Regions from separate parts of the Mus musculus genome. Here region 1 is linked to region 2. A link is a contact called in public HiChIP or PLAC-seq data. All regions are on one chromosome and are shown on one strand. Each heading gives the region's core, a stretch centred on a gene start, on an enhancer-like site or on the middle of the called end of the contact. The rest is flanking DNA. Distances are from core to core; before and after follow the strand shown. Region 1 has its middle 33 kb from the start of Gm25080. Region 2 holds the start of Ppp3ca (protein phosphatase 3, catalytic subunit, alpha isoform).

Region 1 (5,592 bases), core at 799-3,298, 1.0 Mb before region 2:
CCCGGCTCCTGGGCACTCCTTTTTATGTTTGTTAATAATTTATTGTTGTTGTTCTTTCTTCTTTTTGTTATGCTGGCTATGAAACCAGGGCAATGTGCATGCTAGATACACACTCTCCCAACAGAAATACACCACAACCCTTTAGTTTTCTTCTTTGAGAATTGTTTCTTTAATAGTTGTTTATTTATTTTTTAGTTTTGGTATTTAATTTCTCCTTCTCCTCCTTCTCCTCCTTCTCCTCCTCCTCCTCCTTTTCCTCCTTCTCCTCCTCCTCCTTCTCCTCCTTCCTCTTTTTCTTCTTCCCCCTCCTCCTTTTTTGGGTTTGTTTCCTTTTTGAGAGAGTGTTTCATTGTGTAGCTCTGGCTGTCCTGGAACTAGCTCTGTAGACCAAGCTGTCCTCAAACCCATGGAGATCCACCTGCCTCTGCCTTCAAGTGATGGGATTAAGGGCGTGGGCCACAACTGCCTGGTTTTCTTGAGTTCCTTACAGATCCTAGATACTAATTTTCTGTCAAAGGTATAATTGGAAATATACTCTCCCCAGCACTATTTGTAGAAGAAGCTGTTTGATTTAATTATTTATTTTACAATGTACTCTCTGCACTTCTATGTTGTAAACATAGCATCACAGGTTTACTTCTGGGTCCTCTGTTCTATGACTTTGGCTGAGGTGTCTAGTTTTGTGTCATTACGGTGCTATTTTGTCACTATGGCTCTGAATTTCAGTTTGAAGTCAGGTGCTGTGTTTCCCTCAGCATTGTTCCTTTGACTTAAGATTGCTATGGCTATGTGGTGTCTTTTTTGCGTTCATACCTATTTTTGATTTCTTTTTTACTACTGTAAAAAATATTAAAGTTTTACTGAGGATTTCATTGAATATGTAGGCTGCTTTTGATAAAACTGCCACTTTTACAGAATTAAGTCTGCCAGCTTATGAGCAGGGAAGGTCTTCCTTTCAAAGTAAGACTCCAAAAGCACAGGGACGAATACTGAGGACTGACAAAGAAAACTGCATGAAATCATCAACTGAGAGAAAAGATCTCCCAATGGAAAGGAGGGAAATCCACAAGGGATTTGCATCTGGAGTCTGGTGATGCAAAGTCATGGCAGGGCTTTCATTTTCGTTTTGTAATTTTATTTTTTAAAACTAGGTGTTTAAAAAAAGTAATTGTGAAAGGGACCTCTCCTCCCAACTCCCCCCACCCCCCAAGAGGGAAAAGATGAGCTTTGACTTTGCTTTCTGTTACTTTGCTGACAGTGTTTGCCAGATCTATTTTTTTTTTAAACACAGAAATGTATCATCTGTAAATGGTGATAATTTGACTTTTCCCTTTCATTTGCATCCTCCTATTTTTCCTCTGGCTCTGACAGTCTGTGTTGAGTAGGGTGGATGAAATGGCCTCTCTTTTTCTTGTTCCTGCACTTAGATAAAGTGCAGTGCTAAACTGCTCTGCAGGACTAGGTCAGATTTAGTTTATACATTTATCAGCACTTTCAGTTGCATCCTGAATAGTCACGCACTATCAATACACTCAGTCACATGTTTCTTATTTGCTAGCTAGTATACGATCTGGTCCAAATCTGGACAGGCGTAAGTGAACAAAATAGGAAAAAAAAAACCCTACTATTTGAGTTTGTTCTGTCCAAGTTTGTTCTATCCAAGGAAAGTAACCACACTTAAAAAACAAGCAAATGTGCATATAAGACGATGCCAGCTACAACGAACAACAAAGCCAGGAGCCCAGAGTGTAATCAATGTCATTAGAGTGTGGCAGCCTCTCACCTTCCAGCTGTATGGTGATTAGACATGCCATTTAAAATTATTCCAGCTGTCCTCTTGATGAATTGTAAGCCTTGGCTTTTTGAAATAATGTTTCCGTGAGGGGATACCCAGACTTGCTGCAAAGGAATTTTCTGAAGGTCTTCATTAAAAATACAGATTCCTGGGTCCTTTCAAGATTCATTGAGGCCCGAGCATGCATGCCTCTAAGCAGGTTCCCTAGGCAACCGGATGGATACGCAGCCAGTATGGTAATCACTGCAGCTGAATGGGGGAACAAAAGGCTTTCTGCACAGGAACTCTCTTCACCGCTAGAACTTGCATACATCTGCTAGGAGCTGCGTACCTTACTTTGTGGCTTTTGTTGTTCATTCCCCAACCTTAGTCTCTTTGGGTCTCAAAAAATGAGACTGACTGTCCCGACCCCACCACTCACTAAAGCTTCTGTAGCTTTTCCAGGTTACTTTGAGGGTCAGAGTGAAGTGAAGTGGGGCTGTCTTGATGGGTAGCGGTTTAGAGTTGGATACCATGTGGTGTAATTTGTTCTCAGAACTCTGTGGTCAGGATATGAAGAGTTCACCTCAAGAGGGGCTCTTAAATCAGAGAATAATTCTTATTCATTGATGTATGTCATATGGCTGTATTGTCACAAATGTGTAGGGGTGAGCAGATGAGAATTGGAAAAACTGTCAAAATGGATGGGAGCTCATAATTTCTGACTGTTGTCCTTCAATTACTGTCCTGTCCTGTCCTGTATGCACTTAATAATAGAATTAATTACCTCCAAAATGGCTCATAACAGCAACCTTGGGAGTTATGTGGGGAAGTCATATTGCTCAAGGTTAAATGTCCTGGGAAGCACTTGATGGTCTTTTAGATTGATCTGATGTTATACCCTTTGTAAAGCCAAACTCAATACTGATAAATCACTCAAGGAGTTTAAAAAAAAAAAAACCAACCACTCAAATCCTCAGTCTATGAAGCCAGATGTTCTGAATTAATTGGTTTGAGGTGGGGTTTAGATATCCAATTTTTCAAAAAGCTTTCTACATAATGCCATATGTGGCTTGAGTGGAGAATTATTGTTTATTTATTTTATGAATTTACTGCCTTCATCTTTTCAGTGTTTTCAGATATGAGCAAACTCTATGTGGTTTCTCTTTTGTTTGTTTTGTTTCTTGAGACAGGCTCTCTCTGCATAGCTCAGAATGGTCTCAAATTGCCCCACATTCTGACATACTCAAGTTAGAGGTGTGCACTACCCAGGGCTGGCTCATGTGTTCATAGCTCCACCTGGTTTTCTTTTTGACATAGAACAGAGAATGCATTGGCTATACCTATGTACTACCTAGGTATTCAATGTTTTTTCACACCCATCAGAAGTTACCTTTAAGAACTAATTAAAAATAGAACAATAAAATCTCATGGGGGTTTTTAGTAAGGTAAAAAGAGTCATAAGCAAGAATGTGTAGTTAGTAACTTCTAGAAGCTGATCAATAACCCTGAGTAGAACCTGCAAATTATTGGGAGCTTCCTGGTGTTACTTTTATTCTATTCTAAGTAATAACGCCCACTATGTAAGCACTAAAGGCTGACAGATGTCGCAGCAGGTAAGGGACTTGTTGTCAAGCCTGGCACCCTGTGTTTGATCCCTAACACCCACACAGTGGAGGGAGAGAGTTGATTCCCACAAGTTACTTTCTGCCCTCTACCTATGCATCATGGTATGAGACCTTCCTGTCCTTAAAAAAAAAAGTTGAATGTGTAATCACCCTTCAGAAACAGAGGACCTCTGCTGATACCAAGATCCCTTATATCGAATGGGGCAGTGTTTGTTTAACATCTGGGCATATCTTTCCAGATTTTCAAACTGCCTAACACCCAATGCAGTGTACATGCTATACTGTATTTCTCAAGGAATAATGGCCCAAAATGTACACATGTGTTTAGCATACATACAACTTTTTCTCAAATAGTTTCAACTTGGAGTTGTTTGAACCTGGGGTACAGAATCTGTTCATAGGGAGGGTGGAAAGTATACACATGGATCCCTACCCACACTTTCAGATGACCATATTTTGGTAGAAGACACTGTGTTTTATGTCCCTATATCTTTTATGTATCTTACATTTCCTTAGAAAGCAAATTGTACGAGAATCAAGAAAGTGATTGATAATTACTTTCATTCTTTTCTAAGAAGGTGTGTGTGCTCGAGTGCTCGTGCACATACACATACCTGGACGTCAGAGGACAACCTGTGGGAGTCAGTTTTTTCCTCCAAGCATATGGGGTGTGAGGATCTAATTCAGGTTGTCAGGTTCAACAGCAGGCATTGTCACCTGCTGAGCCACCTCACTGTCCCCTTGGTAAATATTTTAAAAGGAAAGACTGAGTGAGCTACTGAACAATCCATTTTTGCATCTCATGTGACAGAACCTTGATTGTATTCCCCCAGGAATATAAATATCCCAGAGAATTGTGTTAAGATTTTTAAAGTACAAAAATACAAAGTAGACTTGGCCCCTATTTAAAACAAGCAAACTAAAAACTATTAGTGCTGCCTTGCCTTCCCCATGGGCAGTTGGGAGCCTTTGTCTTCTTTCTGCTTAGTATTCTGAATTCCACCCCTTTAACAGGTCCTCAAAGCATGGAACTACACTGGCTGTAGCGGGAGAGGTGATGGATGGAGAGTTCTCAGTCGTTTTCTGTACTAGTGGCTGAAACTTATGGCTCTCAGCACTTCCCAGTTGCAGGTGATGGATGGGTTTGTTTACTGCTTCCCCTTTTGGTCTGGAGGGAGATACTGAGTAGGGTGGCTGCCAGCATTCTGGAAGGTTTGGCTCAGTCCCAGAGTCTCTGCAGCCAGGCTGGGTGGAAGCTGTACAAGCTCTGGGGCTCTTCGGATTTTTAATCACTTTCTGAGCAGATGCATCTCTGTTTGGATGAGCAGGGTACTGCCATTTGCACTCTGCTCATTAAAACCTAAACTCTGTTTGGAAATAAGACTGTTCTCTTCTGCTTCAAAGAAATGGAATGGAAAAAAAAGTATTGTTTCTTTCAACCTGTTTCCTGTAGGTATAGTTCTCTCTCTCTCCCTCTCCATCTCCTTCCCCTCCCCCTCCCTCCCTCCCTCCCTCCCTCCCTCCCTCCCTCCCTCCCTCCCTCCCTCCCTCCTCTCTTCTTTTCTTTTCTTTAGAACTTGAGAATGAACCCAGGATATTTTGCTTACCAGTGAAGCCTTCTAGCACCAAGCTAAATTCCTAATACCTACAGTTTTGCTTGTTTGTTTGTTTTGACTAAAATTAGAGACAGCTAAAAATAATCTCAAATTGTTACTAACTTCTTTTTAGTTGAGCAGTGATAGAGTCAAGAGGAAACTAACACATACCCCTTGCACAGAGCCAGGTGGGGAAGTGCATGCAGTTTGCTGTATTTGAGAAAATAAAATATGACCACATATGAGTAATTATGCAAAACACACATATGTCATTACCTGACAAAGTCCAGAGAGGATTACTCAACTGCAAACACTGGCTTTATTTTCAGGAGTTATTTTCAATTGAATAGTCCTGTCCTATGAAGGGGATGGGAAATTAAGCCAAAGTTAATAAAAGATATTTTTTTGGTAGCTTCTTGCTGCCATGAAACATGGAAACATGGTAGACACAGACTAGTAATTGTTCTGTATGTTTAGCAAGTGTGGCTATCTTCATCTTTATTCTTCATTCAGTGTTGCTTGTTATTTGTCTTCCCTGAAAACCCGTGGAAGCCAGATCTGATATTTTTTCTATTATGCTGAATGATTCTGGTAA
Region 2 (4,986 bases), core at 979-3,478:
GAGTATCCTTTCTAAAGCTCCAAAGAACATGGATCATGTCTTAGGGAGGGCGCTGGGTTACTTTCACCTAAGTGTTCCTGGAGCAAATGACTTGATTGCTTTGCACTCTAGCTAAGTGCTCTGCTGCATAAGATACTGTTTCTGATCACACACACACACACACACACACACACACACACACACACACACACACACACACACACACACCGCCCCCATCACTCCTTCCAGTTTCAGAGGCCCGCTCTGCACAGGCTAGTGCCCATCTCAGCTTTGCTCAGAACCCTGACCCCAAGAATAAGTGTCACTACTTAATCCTTTCGAATCTGCAGTTCCTCTTCCCCGTTCCACATTGGAATACAGTGAGGATGGTGGGGATAGAAAGGGCAACCACGTTGTCCCCTTCCTCACCCCACGAATCCCCCTGGCTTCTCCTAGCCAGCAACCCAGAGCCATCCCTGCCAGTTATACACATACAAATCACCCCTAGCAATAAAGACAACCAAATAGCCCGTAACCAAGGGGGTGCTAGGAGCTTGGGGGAAGGGAGCACGGTGAGCTTCCCACCCTAAAGGTGTGCACCAGCGGGGAACCCTTTAAGAGCAATGACAGGTCGGCGGCAGTCAGCCGTGGGTGGCAAGGGAGGTCGACAGAGGATCGCCACCGCTCGCGTCGCTCCAGGCCTGCGGGGAAATCCCGGGGCGGCAGCGGGGGCTCCGGTCGTCCCCCGCCTGGAGCTGCCCCCACGCGGCCCCGGTCCCCCCGCCCCCGCGGCGCGCGGCAGCCGGAGCTGGGCTCCCCCCACGCTCTCCCGCTCTCTCGCGAGTCCTGTGCAGGCCCTTCCCGCGGAGGGGGAGGGGGCGCCCAGGGAACTGCTGCAATGGAGCGCCTGGAGCAATGTGCCGGGGCGAGCCAGTCCGCGGCAAGCCATGGCCACATTAAAATGCCCTATTAATTTTTTAAAAGCCATAAATCACCTCCCCTCCCTCTACAAAGAGCAAACCATAAACCCGATCCCATGCAAGCCCGCGAGCAGCCACCCACTTCCTATTTCTGTCACAGCAGCTACACCCTGCCAGCAGTCACCCCCCCCCCCGGGCGCCCCCTCCCGCCACCGCCACCCCCGCCACCGCCTCCCAGCCACTCAGCCATTTGCCAACTGCTGCCCCCCGTCCACGAAAACAAACAAATAAATACATAAATAAAAATAAATGCCCCGATTAGGGCCGGGTGGGCGGTGTGGGGGCAGGGCGCGGCGAAGGAAGGGATCGCCTCTTGCAGGAGATCCTAGAAGGTCCCCGGCGCTAGCCGGAGAGGGACGACCGGGGCGGGGGAGGGGAGGACAGTCGCCTGCGGCACTCGGTGCACCCCGGGCCGACGCGGCGCTGCGCTTACCTTTCACCACCCTGTCGGTCGTCGACAACTTGGGATCAATCGCCTTGGGCTCGGACATCTCCAGCCACCGGGAGGGGGGGACAGCGACGCGCTGCTCGTCCCGTCCGACTGCACACCCCGACCGCACCGGCGGGCCAGACACTCAGCGCCGCCGCCGCCGCGCTGCAAACCGCTCGGCTGGAGCTCTGGGCTCTGGGCTGGCTCGAAAGTTACTGCCGGCTCCGCGCGTCCCTCCTCCGCCGCCGCCGCCTTCACTCCTCCTCCGCCGCCGCCAGCCCCGCCGCCTCGCTCCGGGCTGCGCGTGTGTGCTGGTTATTTATTTATTTTCTGAGCACGCCTCCCGGTTCTTCTTTTATTCTTGGGGACGGGGCGGGGGATGGGGAGGAGAAGCACACGCGAGCACCCACCCCGGCACCGACACCGGGCGCCGCGCAATGGAGCCCCCACGCGCGCACACGGTCGGGATTAAGACCGATCACATGGGGAGGGCCGGGGGCGAGGGAGGAGAGGCAGGGCCGCGGATGTCAGCGCCGCCAGCCGCGCCTCGGCTTCCCGGTGCTGGAGAGGCGGCTGCCGCTGCGGCCGCCGCTGCTTCCCCACGCCGATTGTCGCCGGGCGCCGCCGGGGCCGCGGCAGCCGTAGACGTCCCGCCGCCGCGCTCGTCCGCGATCCTCCTCTGCCTCGCGGCGCCGCTGCTTCTCCACGCACAGGCAACAGCCGCTGAGCTCGGTGGACACAGTCCGGGGCACAACCTCGCCTCCGCCGCCGCGCCGGCCGCCGCCACCACCGCGCCCGCCTCCGCCTCCTCCCCTTCCTCCTCACCGCCCCCGCCTCCAGCGCCCTGGCCACCTCCTCCTCGGGGTCCGCCTTAGGGCCCGCCCCACGTTGCACCTCGCAAGCTCATTGGCTGGAGAGCGCGTCCCTCATCGCTAAGGCGGTGGTCTGGGTGACCGCCCCGCCCCCTGCTCTGTTTTCTTCAGGGTGCCAGTCAGTCCCGTGGGCCTGCTGCCTCCACCGCCCTGTGACCGCTCAAGTGTCACTGGAGTGGGCAGGGAGGAGGGAGGCTGGACTGGGAGTAGGGGCCGGGAGGAGCTGGGCTGCTGCGTGCCCCCGCGCCTGCCCACTCCCGAAGTCCTGCACACACTCCCGGGTGGGTCTCGGCCGCTCCGAGTGTGTGAGTGGCCCGCAGTAGTGAGTTCGGAGACCGAGGAAGGAGGAGCGCCGGACGCTCCCGGCCGCGGCGCAGCTGCTGTCGCTGCCGCAGCTGTCCAGGGAGGATCGCCAAGGAAGGCGACGAGTAAACAGCTTACCTTGGGGAGGCAGCTCTGCCTGAGCTAGGTGGACGGGGATTACTGATGGTGGGGTGGTTAGGACGCGTGCACAACTTCACGGGAAGAAACGAAAGTGTGTTTGGGGCGCTGCGGGACGCGGTGGCTGGCTGGCTAGCTATCCAAGGTGGATGGGAACAGACTGGAGCCTATGCGACCCTGGCTGTGCTCAGTGACCCTGGATGCCCTAGGAGATAAGAGGAGTCAGAAAGACTCGGGAGAGGTCGCCTTTTCCCTGTTCACAGGAGCTAGCAGTCACTGGTGGCGATAGGTGACACTAAATTTCTTCCTGTTCCTTCCAGTCAGTCACTCAGTGATCAAGATGCATGTAGGGCCTTGGCTTGTTGCAGTTTCTCACAAGTCCCTCATAAGAAGGAAAATAAGGGACCGTGTATGAAATGCTCTTCAAAATATCTTCTGCCTCCTGAGTTCCAGGACAGCTAGAGCTATACCGAGAAACCCTGCCTCGAAAAAACAAACAAACAAACAAACAAAATATCTTCTGGGCACAGCCCTCCCCCTGGCCTACCACAACCCCAAGGACCAGCAAGGAAATTATGAAGAGAGCTGAATAAATTTCTCACCCTTGTCCTTCCTGTTTTATTTTCAAATTCCTTCAGTATCAGGGTTTTCGTATTTCCTGAATTGGACTGTAAGCTTAATAAAGGGCCTACAAAAAGGTGTGGGAAGCTGCTGGAGGCACACTCCATTAGTCCCAGCATCTGGGAGGCAGAGGCAGGAGGAGCTCTGTAAGTTCCAGGCCAGTCTGGTCTACAGACTGAGTCCCAGGACAGCCAGGACTGTCTTGGGAGGGGGCGGGGGGGGGAGTTTAGGAAGCTAGGAGATGGAGCCAGGAGAACTGATCTGGCCACAGGGATTAGATGAAACTCAAGTCCAAAAAAATACAAATTTAATAGCAAATTGGTGGCTCTGGGGCATGACAACTAGGTAGCCTCAAGGATTTTAGGACAGAGGATGTGAGAAGGCTAGCCTGCCAGTCAAAAGGAGAGATGGAGTGGATGGTCACATCCCATCCGCAAAGGGAGGCTGCCCTCGTGGCCAGATTTCTGCTGCTAAATTTGCCACCTCTAGGGTCCTTGCTTTCAATAAGATCTATATAGCCCAGTGGAATTTTCAGGGAACATGAAATTATCTACAAGAGGACTCTGTAATCTCCTCAGTTAGGGGTTGTTGCAAACAGCCTCCTGGGCTAGAGCAGAGCTAGTTGCCAAGGCAGATTTGGGAAGCTGGTCCCTGGCCAGATGGCTGGAAGAGAGGGAAGGACGCCAAGACCTGTGGGTGAGCAGGGCCTGCTTCAGGAAAGACCAGGAAACCTTATCTGGGGATCCTCACTTTGAAAGCCAAGACTCCCTCACCCCCACGCTGCTCACAGATGCAACTGTTATTTAGAGTAGCTCTCCCCTGGGCATAGGAAAGGCATCCTTGAGCTAGGATCAGGGGCTGAAATTATCAAACACATTGAAAAGTTTGATAATAGAAATAGGAACTAAAGGTAGACCTTTCAGAAACACCCTTCAGTCCATCCCAAGTCCACATAAGGTGTGTGTGGGGGGGGGGAGGGGGTGACAAATAGTAATCACTTTGCACAGCACATCTTTCTATCATCAAATACTTTTAGTGTGTGTGTGTGTGTGTGCGCGCGTGTGTTTCCCTAAGCACTGTAATGTAGATGCATATTAAGTAAAGTTGGATTCTTAAGTACTATACAGGACAATGCCAACCAAGGAATAGCTAGGTCCAGACACCCGGCCTAGTCAACCAGATAGCCAGTCATCCCTTCCAATGGCCAGCTCTCTGCTATAGCTGTCCCTTTCCTTTTCTCCTTAAATCCTGTTAGAGTTCCCAAACAGCTCTTGACTATATTCAAACTGACAAAGATTAGCTTACATTTGGAACTCACATTTTCACTGTGACAGGTTCAGTTTTCAGGAGCTGACTTTGGAAATGTCCTTTGCTTATGAAGAGAAAGTAAAGATTTTTTAAAAAGTCATAAAAGACAACATTTCATACACTACAAAAAATAATACACTTTTCCTTCCTTTGTTTAATTATCTCTAGGAAGCAGCTTTCCTGTTTGGAATTCCCTTTCACAGCCCAACCATAATGAGTCCATGCGATTAGTTCTTGGTATTGATAATCTGGGCCAAGCTGTCTGTGACATGCCAGCAGAGTGATGGAGCAATGATACGCACCCTTCCATCTGTAAGCTTCTTCAGCTGAATACAGAGCTTTCTAAGACCCTGCT

The links. HiChIP or PLAC-seq counts read pairs in DNA pulled down with a chosen protein or histone mark.
Region 1: a contact with region 2 is called in an H3K4me3 HiChIP or PLAC-seq map of neural progenitor cells, with 17 times the contacts expected there. The contact joins the enhancer-like site here to the promoter of Ppp3ca in region 2. A contact is called at or near these places in 3 of 39 promoter capture datasets (the 3T3-L1 cell line and hippocampal neurons) and 5 of 115 datasets of contacts at active chromatin or transcription factors (astrocytes, embryonic forebrain, embryonic hindbrain and 2 more).

The regions. Positions count from the first base shown.
Region 1 is chr3:137,680,112-137,685,703 of GRCm38.p6, reverse strand. No RefSeq gene overlaps it. Among named protein-coding and RNA genes, the nearest start is that of Gm25080, 33 kb to the left of the region's middle. Within about 2 kb of position 2,048, at least 79 of the 459 cell types and tissues checked have an H3K27ac peak or open chromatin away from gene starts, as enhancers often do. A contact at or near this core is called in embryonic forebrain, hippocampal neurons, neural progenitor cells and 1 more, where this site is marked.
Region 2 is chr3:136,667,308-136,672,293 of GRCm38.p6, reverse strand. Ppp3ca (protein phosphatase 3, catalytic subunit, alpha isoform) reads right to left here and starts at 2,228. Exons shown (of 14, transcript NM_008913.5): 1 at 1,393-2,228. The coding sequence starts at 1,450.